2 separate regions of the Mus musculus genome follow, and region 2 is linked to region 1. The links are chromatin contacts, called in public Hi-C maps. All regions are on one chromosome and are shown on one strand. Each heading gives the region's core, a stretch centred on a gene start, on an enhancer-like site or on the middle of the called end of the contact. The rest is flanking DNA. Distances are from core to core; before and after follow the strand shown. Region 1 has its middle 37 kb from the start of Ddx18. Region 2 has its middle 230 kb from the start of Ddx18.

Region 1 (5,489 bases), core at 733-3,232:
TCATCCAGCAATTCTTCAAATGCAATTCACTAGGCCTAGCCTACCATTCCCTAACAAAACCAGACTCTCTTTACTGTTAGGAAATACCCAACAAAAGCAGCATAAAGAAAGGTTTATTTGGGATCACCATTTGGGGTACAGTTTGTCATGAGGACGGATGGCAGGGCAGGAGGGGCAGGAGGTATCTGGTCACACTGCATAATCAGGAAGCAGATGTAGCTAAATATTAGTGCTCAGCTCACTTTCTCCTTATTATTCAGATCATGGACTGGAACTGCTCAGAATTCCAGTGAGTCTTCCCACTTCTAGTAGCCTAATCAAGAGTCCCTTACAAGCATGCCCAGAGGCTAACCTAATGGACAATATCCCTCACAGGAGTACCTGGAAGTTCATCTCTTTGATGATTCTAGATCCTGTCAAGTTGTCAATCACCCTAATATGTATAGGTGAGTGTGTTTGTATGTATCTGACACAGGATATCCTCAAGAGCCATTCCACAGGAAGCATCCACCTTCTTTTTGAGACAGGGTCTCTCATTGGCTTAGAACTTGCCAACTAGCCTAGGATAGTTCTCAGTGAGCCCCTAGGATCTGCTTGGTCTGTCCCCAGAGCTAAAATTACAAGCATGTGCCACCATTCCCAGCTCATTTGCATGAATGTGCTGAGGGTTGAACTCAGGTCTTTGTGCTTGCAAGGCAACGCTCTATGAACTAAACTACCTCCCCAGCCTAGTATGTTACTTTTAATTCCAAAATGTCTCTAAATATAGGCAGTTTATCCTATCTGCTCTTCTAGGTGGAAAAGACCTATGCTGGAGAGATGGCCCCATGGGTACAAGCACTTGCTGTGCAAGCCTGCGGACCTGTTTTGATTCCCTAGAACCATCGCAAAAGCCAAGACACAGTAGTGGAAGCACCTGTAATCTCAGTACTCCTACAGGGAGATGGAAGACAAAGATGGGAGAATCTCAGAAGCTAATGGTATATAGCTGTCAAGTTGTCAATCACCCTAATATGTATAGGTGAGTGTGTTTGTATGTATCTGACACAGGATATCCTCAAGAGCCATTCCACAGGAAGCATCCACCTTCTTTTTGAATACAGCAAAAAGTACAAGAGAGACTCAGTCTCAAACAAGGGAGAAGGCAAGGACTGACACCCGAGGTTGTCCTCTGACCTCCACACACACCATGGCCCATGTGCACTATGTTCACAAACAAAATTTGGTACACAGAAAGAGAAAGGGGGAAAAAAAGCACGCTCCCCACATTAACCGGCATGCCTGGCATCAGAAGACAGGGTTCTGGGTCTTACCTTGGAAGCCAGGTACTAGCTACACTGCCCTCTCTAGTTCCACCTTTGCCTCTTTCGTGTTTCCTCTTGAGCCATTCTATCCTGAAGTCACCTTGGATTCCAAGAACAACAGAAATGACCTATAAGGACCTTAGTGACAAGGGACTAAAGCTGCCTCCAAACTATAAAGAGCCTTACAGTCAAGACCATTCACAAAATGAATGCAATAATCAATCTATCAAGGTAAGGTCGCACCCTGGACTAGAAAGTAAGGTCTCGTGGGAACCAGATTGCTCCCCTCAAGTGATCATGGTAATCCCAGTTTCTTCAATCCCCCTGGAAGAGCCAGACCTGAGCTAATGACCAAGCAGATGCTACCTTGAGAAGGCTGTTTAACCCACCGCAGCATTGTCTCTACTTAAACCCAGTGCTCCTGTAAGGGAAGCATGGGGTCACTAGTCCTCCCCCCAGGAGACACTAAACAAATCTTTTCTTATTTTCACATCGCTTGTCTCTAACTGGTGAATTGAAACTCATCGGCCTGCCTCCTTCTTTTGGACTTCCAGAGCTGAGACCTTTGCCCTGCAGCTTCACTTACAGCACTCCGATTGCAGCACTCACTTCCAAGTCTAGGCCTCCGTTACCAGCAGCTCCCATTGCTTTGCTGGCTCTTGAGCTCCCACTCTTGGAAGCCAGCTGTCATACCAGGGGAAAACCCTAAGAAGCCTGAGGAGGCTCCCAGGAGGAGGGCTCCGGGGACTGCCAGGCATGTGGGTCTATCTTCCTACAAGCCATTCCTCCATCTGTTAATACGGTCCACCTGGCTGATAAATGGGTCAAGAAGAGACATGCTATCCAAGCTAAACAGACACCAGCTCCCTGGACAAATAATCACTGCTATTTTAAGCCATTAAACTGGCTGTGTTTTGTTAGGCAAAAGTTGGCTCCTGTCATGTTATGGGAAGGGATTTGCTCTTCTAAAAGATGAAATTAAAGTTCAATGTTTCAAAAACAGTAACCTCCTAACTTCTTTTAGGAGAACATAATGAAACTGTTTTCCTTCTTACCCCAGGATAACTCCATGAAGCCTTCCCAGTCTCTTGTCCTCTGGCCTCCAACTTGTGCTGTTCTGTGCCTCCCCTTCCCCACTTCCTTCCCTTCCCCCACACAAATACATAGAAGACATTTTTTCAGAAAAAGATTACAACTCATGCAGATGTTTTTCCTTGTAATTATTCCCTGACTAACAGTTTAACAAAAATCTGCATGACACTTACATCATACTTGGTATTATAAGTAATGTAGAGATTATTTGTTATCTCTAGAGTTATGCATATGGGAGTGTACAGGTTACATGCATACTCTACACCATTTATAAAGGGGATTTAAACATCCAAAGATTTTGGTGCCCATGAGGTTCCTGGAGTCATATTCACAGAAGATACTAGAAATGCTGTGCTTCTTTGAAGACCTTATTTCCAAATATAATCGCTATGTAGGATGGTTATTCTTCATTGTGAATTTGACCACATCTGGAATTAGCTAAGAACCACATGGCTGGACAGAGCTGTGAGGGATTTTTTTTCTTAATTAAATCATTTGAAGTGGGAAGGCACAGTTATAATCCGATGTAGGAAGATCCACCTTTAATCCAGGTTTTTGAAGTAGAAAGATCAACTTTTAATCTGGACCATACATTGTGCTAGCATTCTATGTGGAAGAAGGAAGCTTGCTCTCTCGCTCTTTGATTGTTTGCTCCCCCTTGCAAGTCCATTCCTTACTGGTATTAGAGCCTAGTTCTTCAGGACTCTAGTGTATACTGAAGAGCAACAAAGACATCCAGCCTCTCAGACTGAAGAACATCTGGATTCTTGAACCTTCTGTTAATAGATAGCCATTGTTGGACTAACCAAACCACAACCTGTAATCTATTCTAATAAATTCTCTTTATAGAGAAAGGGAGATTCAGCCTATAAATTCTGTTCCTTTAGAGAACCCTGACTAATACACTAGGACCAGGGAATCAGCACATAAATTTTGAGGTTTATTCTGCTGTCTTTACAGATGTTTATAACAAAGATGATCATTTAATTGATCATATGTCAAGGACCTGATACCTCATTTTTTTCACTTTCTTCTTACAACAACAACAATAATAATAATCTGAATAGTCCCCACTCTTTTAGACTGACAAAGCTAAGCCTAAGAGGGTTGAACAGTATTGTGTGACAATTTTTTCCAAGATAAAACATTCCCTCTTGTAGGAAAGTTCATTAAGAAGTGTGGTGTTCTAATGGGAGTTTAAACATTCCATCCTACAGGGAAGCTCCTTAAGCTAAGGAAGTAAATAACTCACCAGTTTCAGGAAGTCCCTGAAACTGAGAAGATTCACTAGGTACCTCCATTTCTAAGTATATATCAGCATTAAGGACTGCTTAGATACACTCTCAGACTAGCTTAGCTACCTAGAAGAGACAGAGACCATCTGAGTTGCCTGGAAGACACTCAGAACAACTGAGCTGCCCAGAAAACATACTTTTCAACCTGTTAAGCTGCTGTTAAACTCCCTATTGCCAGCTTTTCAGAGCTGTCACCCATGCTCGGCTGGGTTTGGTGGTGCTTGTTGTCTTTGAGTCATTTCTGCTCCTGTAAGTAACCTCTCTCATACACACACACCCTGTTCGCCAAGTTAGACTTTTGTGGTATCCATATTTTGGCCTGTCATTGGTTCCCTGGGGTGAATACACATTTATTCTTATCTCCTTAGGGACAGTGTCACACAGAAAGTATCCTGTTTGTGGTCTTAGAGCTGGTAATCAGAACTGGGATCCAGATACAGGTCTGTGGGTTTCCAGGGCACATACTTACCTAAGGCACAGTTGTTATTTGGTTGTTTGGATGGTTTGTTGGTTTAGTTTGTAACCCTGCTCAGCCTCTGGAATACTGGGACAGAATCACAGGCATGCACCACTTCACATAGTATTCTTTCTACGTTTTATCCCCTCCTCCCTTTAGACATTAATCAAGGACCTGTTAAAAGCAGCACTAAGCAAGCAAGCAAGCATAAGCTGGAGGGAGGAGAAGATCAGGCAAATTCACCCGTCTTGTACTTAGGTTCATCCTGACTCGGTATTCTGGGAGTCAGCTATGAAGTAACCAAGGAAACTACAGCTGCTTACTGGCATTTGTATTTCCCAATGGTTAAAGTGCTCCTTTGTGACAATACAACTCTGAAACCTCAGTCAGAATCCTCTGGCTATATCTGAAATAGAGGCATCAGGACATTTTCCCAATGGCTATATGTGCACATCAACAAATACCATGTTAAACAGGGAAGGAAAAAGCATGGGCACCATGTCCTCAGAGTGCATACAGTGGAGTAGGACCAAATTAAGGTGTACCCAAGTGAAAGAACTTAATGATGTTGCGTGTAGTTTTTTAAAACATACTCTATCGCCTTTGCCCGGGAGCTACCATGCTCTGGCCCCTTCTGGCTCCCTTTTGTCCCACCCAGCTCCGCTCCAGGATCGATCGCGATCAGTCCCCACCCATGCTCCCAGGCTAAGGTGGTAGCATGATTTTTTAAAACTACATGCAACATAATGATGACACTGCAAGAGGGAGGAGATCATAGGAAACTTCTCAAGGACTATGGAGATAACACAGTGCACACCTGCCATATGGGTAAGACGACCTGAGTTCAGATCCCCAACACCCAGGTAACAACAGACATGGCTGCGTGTATTAGAGTTACACTCTATGATCCCAGTACTTCGAGGAATAGACGGGAAGATGGGACAGAAGCCTGCCTGGAGTAAATGGTGGTGAACATCAGGAGAGTCTGTTTCAAATGCATGCCTCTCCACCCCTGGTTGAGCAGTTCTCCCCAGGTGCCTCCTGCCTGGCTTTCCTCAAAGCAAATCAAACAGGCATGCCTTCATGAGGCGGCCTTTATTTTTCTTTTCATCTCCTTCCTTGGTGCCACTAATCAAATTCCTGATTGTGCTCAGCCAACCCTGAAACCGAATGTTACTGAACCGTCCTGGCTTCTTGCTTCTATTTTTGTTGTTCTTAAATCTAAACTCCTCTGAAGTGAAGAAAAGAAAAAAAGAAAAAACAATCTACGTCTAAATTGACTGAAAAACTAGAACTCCAGCAGAACCTATGGCCACGGGTCTCTCCCTGCCCGTCACAGAC
Region 2 (5,221 bases), core at 2,078-4,577, 190 kb before region 1:
ACCAATCTAAGAATGCAAAGGCAGAATGCTAGAGTTAAGTTCTCCGTGTTCCTCCATCTGATCCTGTACCATCACCTGCCAAAAGAGCCCCACCCGTGTCTGTGTGTGTGTGTGTGTGTGTGTGTGTGCGCGCGCGCGCGCGCGCGCATGCTCAAAGACACTCAAACTCTACCCCAGCAGCCCTTCTCAGTGTCAAATCTGGATAGTGTTCTTTTCCAGATGGTGTCTCAACAGTGACACCTAGAGATGTCTCAGAAAATGAGTTTGTGAAAGAAGCTGAAGTTTCTCAATCTCGCTTTGTAATCTCCCCCCCCCCAAACCTGTTTATGTTGTATTTTGATTTTTCAAAGTGTTTATCATTTATTTATCCTTATGAGTGTTTCATTTTTATATTTTGCACTGTCATTGAAAGTATCCTAGGTAGCTAAAGACACTTGTATTTACCTGTAGGAAGGATTCATTTTCATAGTTAAAACAAGTAGCAGAGAGGAATTGCAGTTTGTCCATTTTAATGTAGAAAAGATGAAATGTGGGACCAAAGATATAAGCACAGTGTGGTAATTTGAATATGTTTGGCTCAGGGAGTGGCATTATTTGGCAGTGTGGTCTTCTTGGAGTAGGTGTGGCCTTGCTGGAGGGAGTGTGTCACTGTGGGTGTGTGCTTTAAGACCGTCATCCTAGCTGCATGGAAGCCAGCATTCTCCCTCTTCTCCTGACTGCCTTCAGATGAAGATGTAGAACTCTCAGCAACTCCTGCACCATGCCTGCCCAGATGCTGCTGTGTTCCCACCCTGATGGTAATGGACTGAATCTCTGAACCTGTAAGCCAGCCCCAATTAAATGTTGTTCTTACAAGAGTTGCCTTGGTCATGGTGTCTGTTCATAGCTACCCATTGTTGGGATAGTTGAACTACAGACTGTAAGTCATTACAATAAATGCCCTTCATATGTAGAGACATTCCATAAGTTCTGTGACCCTTAGAAAAGCCTGGCTAATATACAGTTAATAAAACTGAACAAATCAATCGATCTCTAAACAACTTTGAGGTGCAGATGGTACCAAAGCTGCTGGAGAAGTGGCTCAGGGGTTAAGAGCATGAACTGCTCTTGTAGCACTCATGTAAGGTGTAAGGTGGCTCATGACTGCCTGTAATTCCAGATCCAGGACATCCAAATGTTCTCTCTGGCCTCTAAGGACAGACACCTGGGACACACACACACACACACACACACACACACAGAGAGAGAGAGAGAGAGAGAGAGAGAGAGAGAGAGAGAGAGAGAGAGAGACAGAGAGACAGAGAGACAGAGAGACAGAGAGAGACAGAGACAGAGACAGAGAGAGACAGAGACAGAGACAGAGACAGAGGCAGAGGCATCAACTAATAAAAGAATTTAATTTAACACCAAAATGAAACAAATTAATTAACCTAGTGAAAGTTGTGAGGTTGTGGTGAAAACAAGAAGCCTGACGCATGCCCTCCTCAAGGTCCACACCTTTGATAAGCATAAAGTGAGATGGAGTTTGTGATCTTTTCTGCCTGTCATGTGTCCCACAAACCATAAAGAACCATTGAACAGCATTACTGACCTAGCTGTAAGGATTAAGTCGGGAGTGGATATTACCAAGATACACTGTGGATATCTATGAAATTGTCAAGGAATAAATCAAAGAGACTATAATGAGAGGACATGGAAAAGGAACTTGGGTCACTGGTCACATGTTCTTCAAGGGATATGGTCTTAGTCAGGGCCCCAGCTTCCTCTTTTCCTCCTGGCTACCACAAAGTGAGCAGCTGCGCTCTACCACACACTCATCACCAGGCTTTTCTGTCTCACCGTAGGACCAAAAACAAGGAGCCAACGCCCACGGACCAAAGCCTTTATAGGTTATCTCAGGGGTTCTGGGAAAGTTAACACAAAACTGACAAGCATAGCATCTTCCCTGAATGGATCAATAAGGATCAGGATCAAATAACATTTGGGTTTTCAAGTCTGCATTGCAGCCATTAAAAAGTTAAGACAAGTTGTATATAACCACTGAAAGGTCTTCAAAGAAGCACTGACAGATAGACCAAGTGAGTCTCTTGCAGATTCCCTCGCCTGTCTGATCTTCCCCAAGTATCATCTGCTGTCACAGATCCTTCCAAGTCACCTCTTAGCTCTTCATCAGATTGTACTCAAGCTCTGGCCACCCCATTGATCCTGCTTCGTGCTATGGCATCAGTCACTTCCCTTCCTACTGAAGATCAGTGTAACCGAGGTTAATATTCATTCTACTTGAGTTTGATACTCAGACCCTCGGATCCTTAAGGACTGGAGATAAATTAAAGACAGAAGAGATATGCCATGTGGGTAGATGCTGGGAATCAAACCGATGTCCTCTGGATGAATACCCAGGGCTCTTACAGGAAGAGCTATCTCTTCAGCTCTTCTAGAACAACTGTTTGTTTGTTTGTTTGTTTGTTTGTTTGTTTGTTTGTTTGTTTGTTGTAAGAAATAATACAAGTGGCAAGTGAGGTATGTCCAACTGAGTTTGATATCCTGAAACATGGTCATGTTGTTTTTATTTAACATGTATGTGTGTTTGTCTACATGTATGTCTATGCACCACAAACCTGTGAATGCTAGAAGACATCAGCATCTGCAACCACAGCACTGAGGTGCTAGAGACAGGTGGAGCCCAGGGGTTCACTATTTGGCCATACAGACCACTTGATGAGCTCCTGGCCAGTCAGAAATCCTGTCTCAAAAATACAAGGTGGGTGGTGCCTAAGGTAGGACAGATGAGGCTGTGATCTACATTCCGAATGTGTGTGCATGTATGCACACACATTCATCAGTGTGCATGTAGAGGGGGTAGAAGAGGTGCTGTTCTCTACATTTCACATACATGTGCATGAACATCCACACACCAATCGGCACAGAGACAAAGTGGAGAAGATAATGATGTCTGCATTCCACATGCAAGGTCTGTCCAAGCTTGGCAGCCTCCTGAGAGCAAATAGTCTCTCTTTCTTGGAAGCAAGCTCGAGGGAAGACTATAAATACTTAAACATTAATATTGTTATCCTTGTCACATGAAAAAATGAATTAATGATTTCCTGGATGTTCTCTGGGACTGACCTCGGTGGCTCCATCCTGTGTTCTGTTCATCTTATTACCAATTCTTCCCTAAAGTCTTTCCTCCTTAGAGTCAGGAACTGTCATCTGTAAGTAATGGGCCATGCACACAGATCCTGCTCCTGCAATGAGTGTGGCTAGGGTAATATTCCCACCCCCTCTCCCGGGTCTCCACGGGGTATCCAAAGCCTGCGTGTCATCCCTGAGCAATTTTCATCAACTCTCTCAGAACTTGCCTGAGGAGAGGAGGGGGGCTGGAGCGGAACTGTCTCTTTAATGGGATTTTAATGTGATCTTCAGCAAACTAATCTTATTTAGATATCATAGGAAGCCGTGTAATCTCATCTGGGCACTCTTATTTCCTACAGAAGAAGGGAAAGCTTTGTAATTCATTTTCGGCAACAGGAACACTTTAATAAAACCGGCTTCCGAAGGTTAAATGATCAGACAAACAGCTGCAGCCCCAAGACCCTCTATCCATCTCTTTGATTGGGGCAACCGTGACAACAAAATGACCACTCCTAAGGTAGTTTAAATACAGCCTGTGCTAAGCTTAGCTCGTCTGCTGCCATATGCCTTTTCCAATCCTTTACAGTCCTGTGTGTGGCTGCTGAGGGTGTCCACAATGAAAAAAAGACTGAGGGTCTGGGTCCATACCATAGTTCTAGAAGGGAGCCAAGCCCAGAGAAACAAAGAGCATATGGTAGAACACATATGTGGAGTTGATGTCATAAAAGAAGAGAGTTAACAGAAACCAGGCTGGTCAAGAGTAGAATCAGGTAGTGGTGTTTGCCAAAGAATTACTACCCAGATATAGGCAAGACAGACAGATCAAAGGACCCAATTCTGGAAAGCGCTTGTTTTGCTAGCATGATGACCTATGTTTTTTGTTTTTCTGTTTTGTTTTGTTTTTTGTTTAAAGAAAAGAAAAAAACAGGCATGGTAGCAATGCATGTAATCCTTGTACTGGGGAGATAGGACAGGAGGAGCCCTGGGGCTACCTAGCCAGCCATCTAGTCAGCTTATTTAACAAGTTCCAGCTTTAATGAGAGACTCTGTCTCAAATACAACAGGGTGGGTGATATCCTGAAAGGTATCTTCCTCTGGCTTCTGCACATGCATACACAAGCACACATGTGCATATGCACACACACTTGCACATGAACATATATACATACACATGTAAAAACTAAAAATTCAAAAAGAACAATTTTAATAGGCCTATCTCACAGTACAGTGAGTATAGTTACTCATTTATATGTCATATTCATGAAAATGCCAAGAAGGTATATAGATCATTAAGTGTTGCCTCCATGAAAGCCATAATTATGTAATGGAATAAGTGTGTTCATTCAATAGCTTTAACCTCTCATAATATATATATAGACTTCAAAACATCATATTGTTCAGAATATACATATATGATTTAAATGTCATTTGAAAATAAATGTTAGTGTAGCTTTGAATCATTCTAAGCTTTTGTTTCTTTCCTGGAAATGATGACACAATGAATTAGGTTAAGACATACAGTCACCTGGGCTAGGAAAATGGCTCTGTGGGATAGAATATTTGTCTTAGTTGAGTTCTATTGCTGTGAAGAGACACCATGACCACAGCAACTCTTGCAAAGGAAACTATTCAATGGGGACTGGCTTACAGCTTCCGAGGTTTAGTCCCTTATCATTATAACAGGAAGCATGGCAACATATTGGCAGACATGGTGCTGGAGAAGGAGCTGAGAGTTCTACATCCAGAGTAGCAGACAGCAGAAAGAGACTGTGAGCCACTAGGTCTGATTTGAGCTTCTGAGATCTCAAAGTCCACTCGCTATTGATGCACTTCCTCTAACAAAGCCATATCTACTCCAACAAGGCCACACCTCCTAATAGTGTCACTCCCTATGGATCTATGGGGGCTATTTTATTCAAACCACCACAGCACTCATCACACAAACCTGAGGAACTGGGTTTAAGTCCCTAGAACCCAAGCAAAAGCCTAGCATGGCATAGGGGTCACTATAGCCTCGACACTGGTGACCAGCAAGCCTTGCAGAGCAGTTGGGGTCCAGGTTCATTGAGAACCTACACTCTATTTTGCT

What was found. A called contact is a pair of places that touch in the nucleus more often than the background predicts.
Region 2: a contact with region 1 is called in a Hi-C map of the N1E-115 cell line, with 5 times the contacts expected there. The contact joins two enhancer-like sites. A contact is called at or near these places in 18 of 484 Hi-C or Micro-C datasets (the N1E-115 cell line, cerebellum, cerebral cortex and 5 more).

The regions. Positions count from the first base shown.
Region 1 is chr1:121,601,819-121,607,307 of GRCm38.p6, reverse strand. No RefSeq gene overlaps it. Among named protein-coding and RNA genes, the nearest start is that of Ddx18, 37 kb to the right of the region's middle. Within about 2 kb of position 1,982, at least 17 of the 459 cell types and tissues checked have an H3K27ac peak or open chromatin away from gene starts, as enhancers often do. A contact at or near this core is called in the N1E-115 cell line, where this site is marked.
Region 2 is chr1:121,793,672-121,798,892 of GRCm38.p6, reverse strand. No RefSeq gene overlaps it. Among named protein-coding and RNA genes, the nearest start is that of Ddx18, 230 kb to the right of the region's middle. Within about 2 kb of position 3,327, at least 4 of the 459 cell types and tissues checked have an H3K27ac peak or open chromatin away from gene starts, as enhancers often do. A contact at or near this core is called in the N1E-115 cell line, where this site is marked.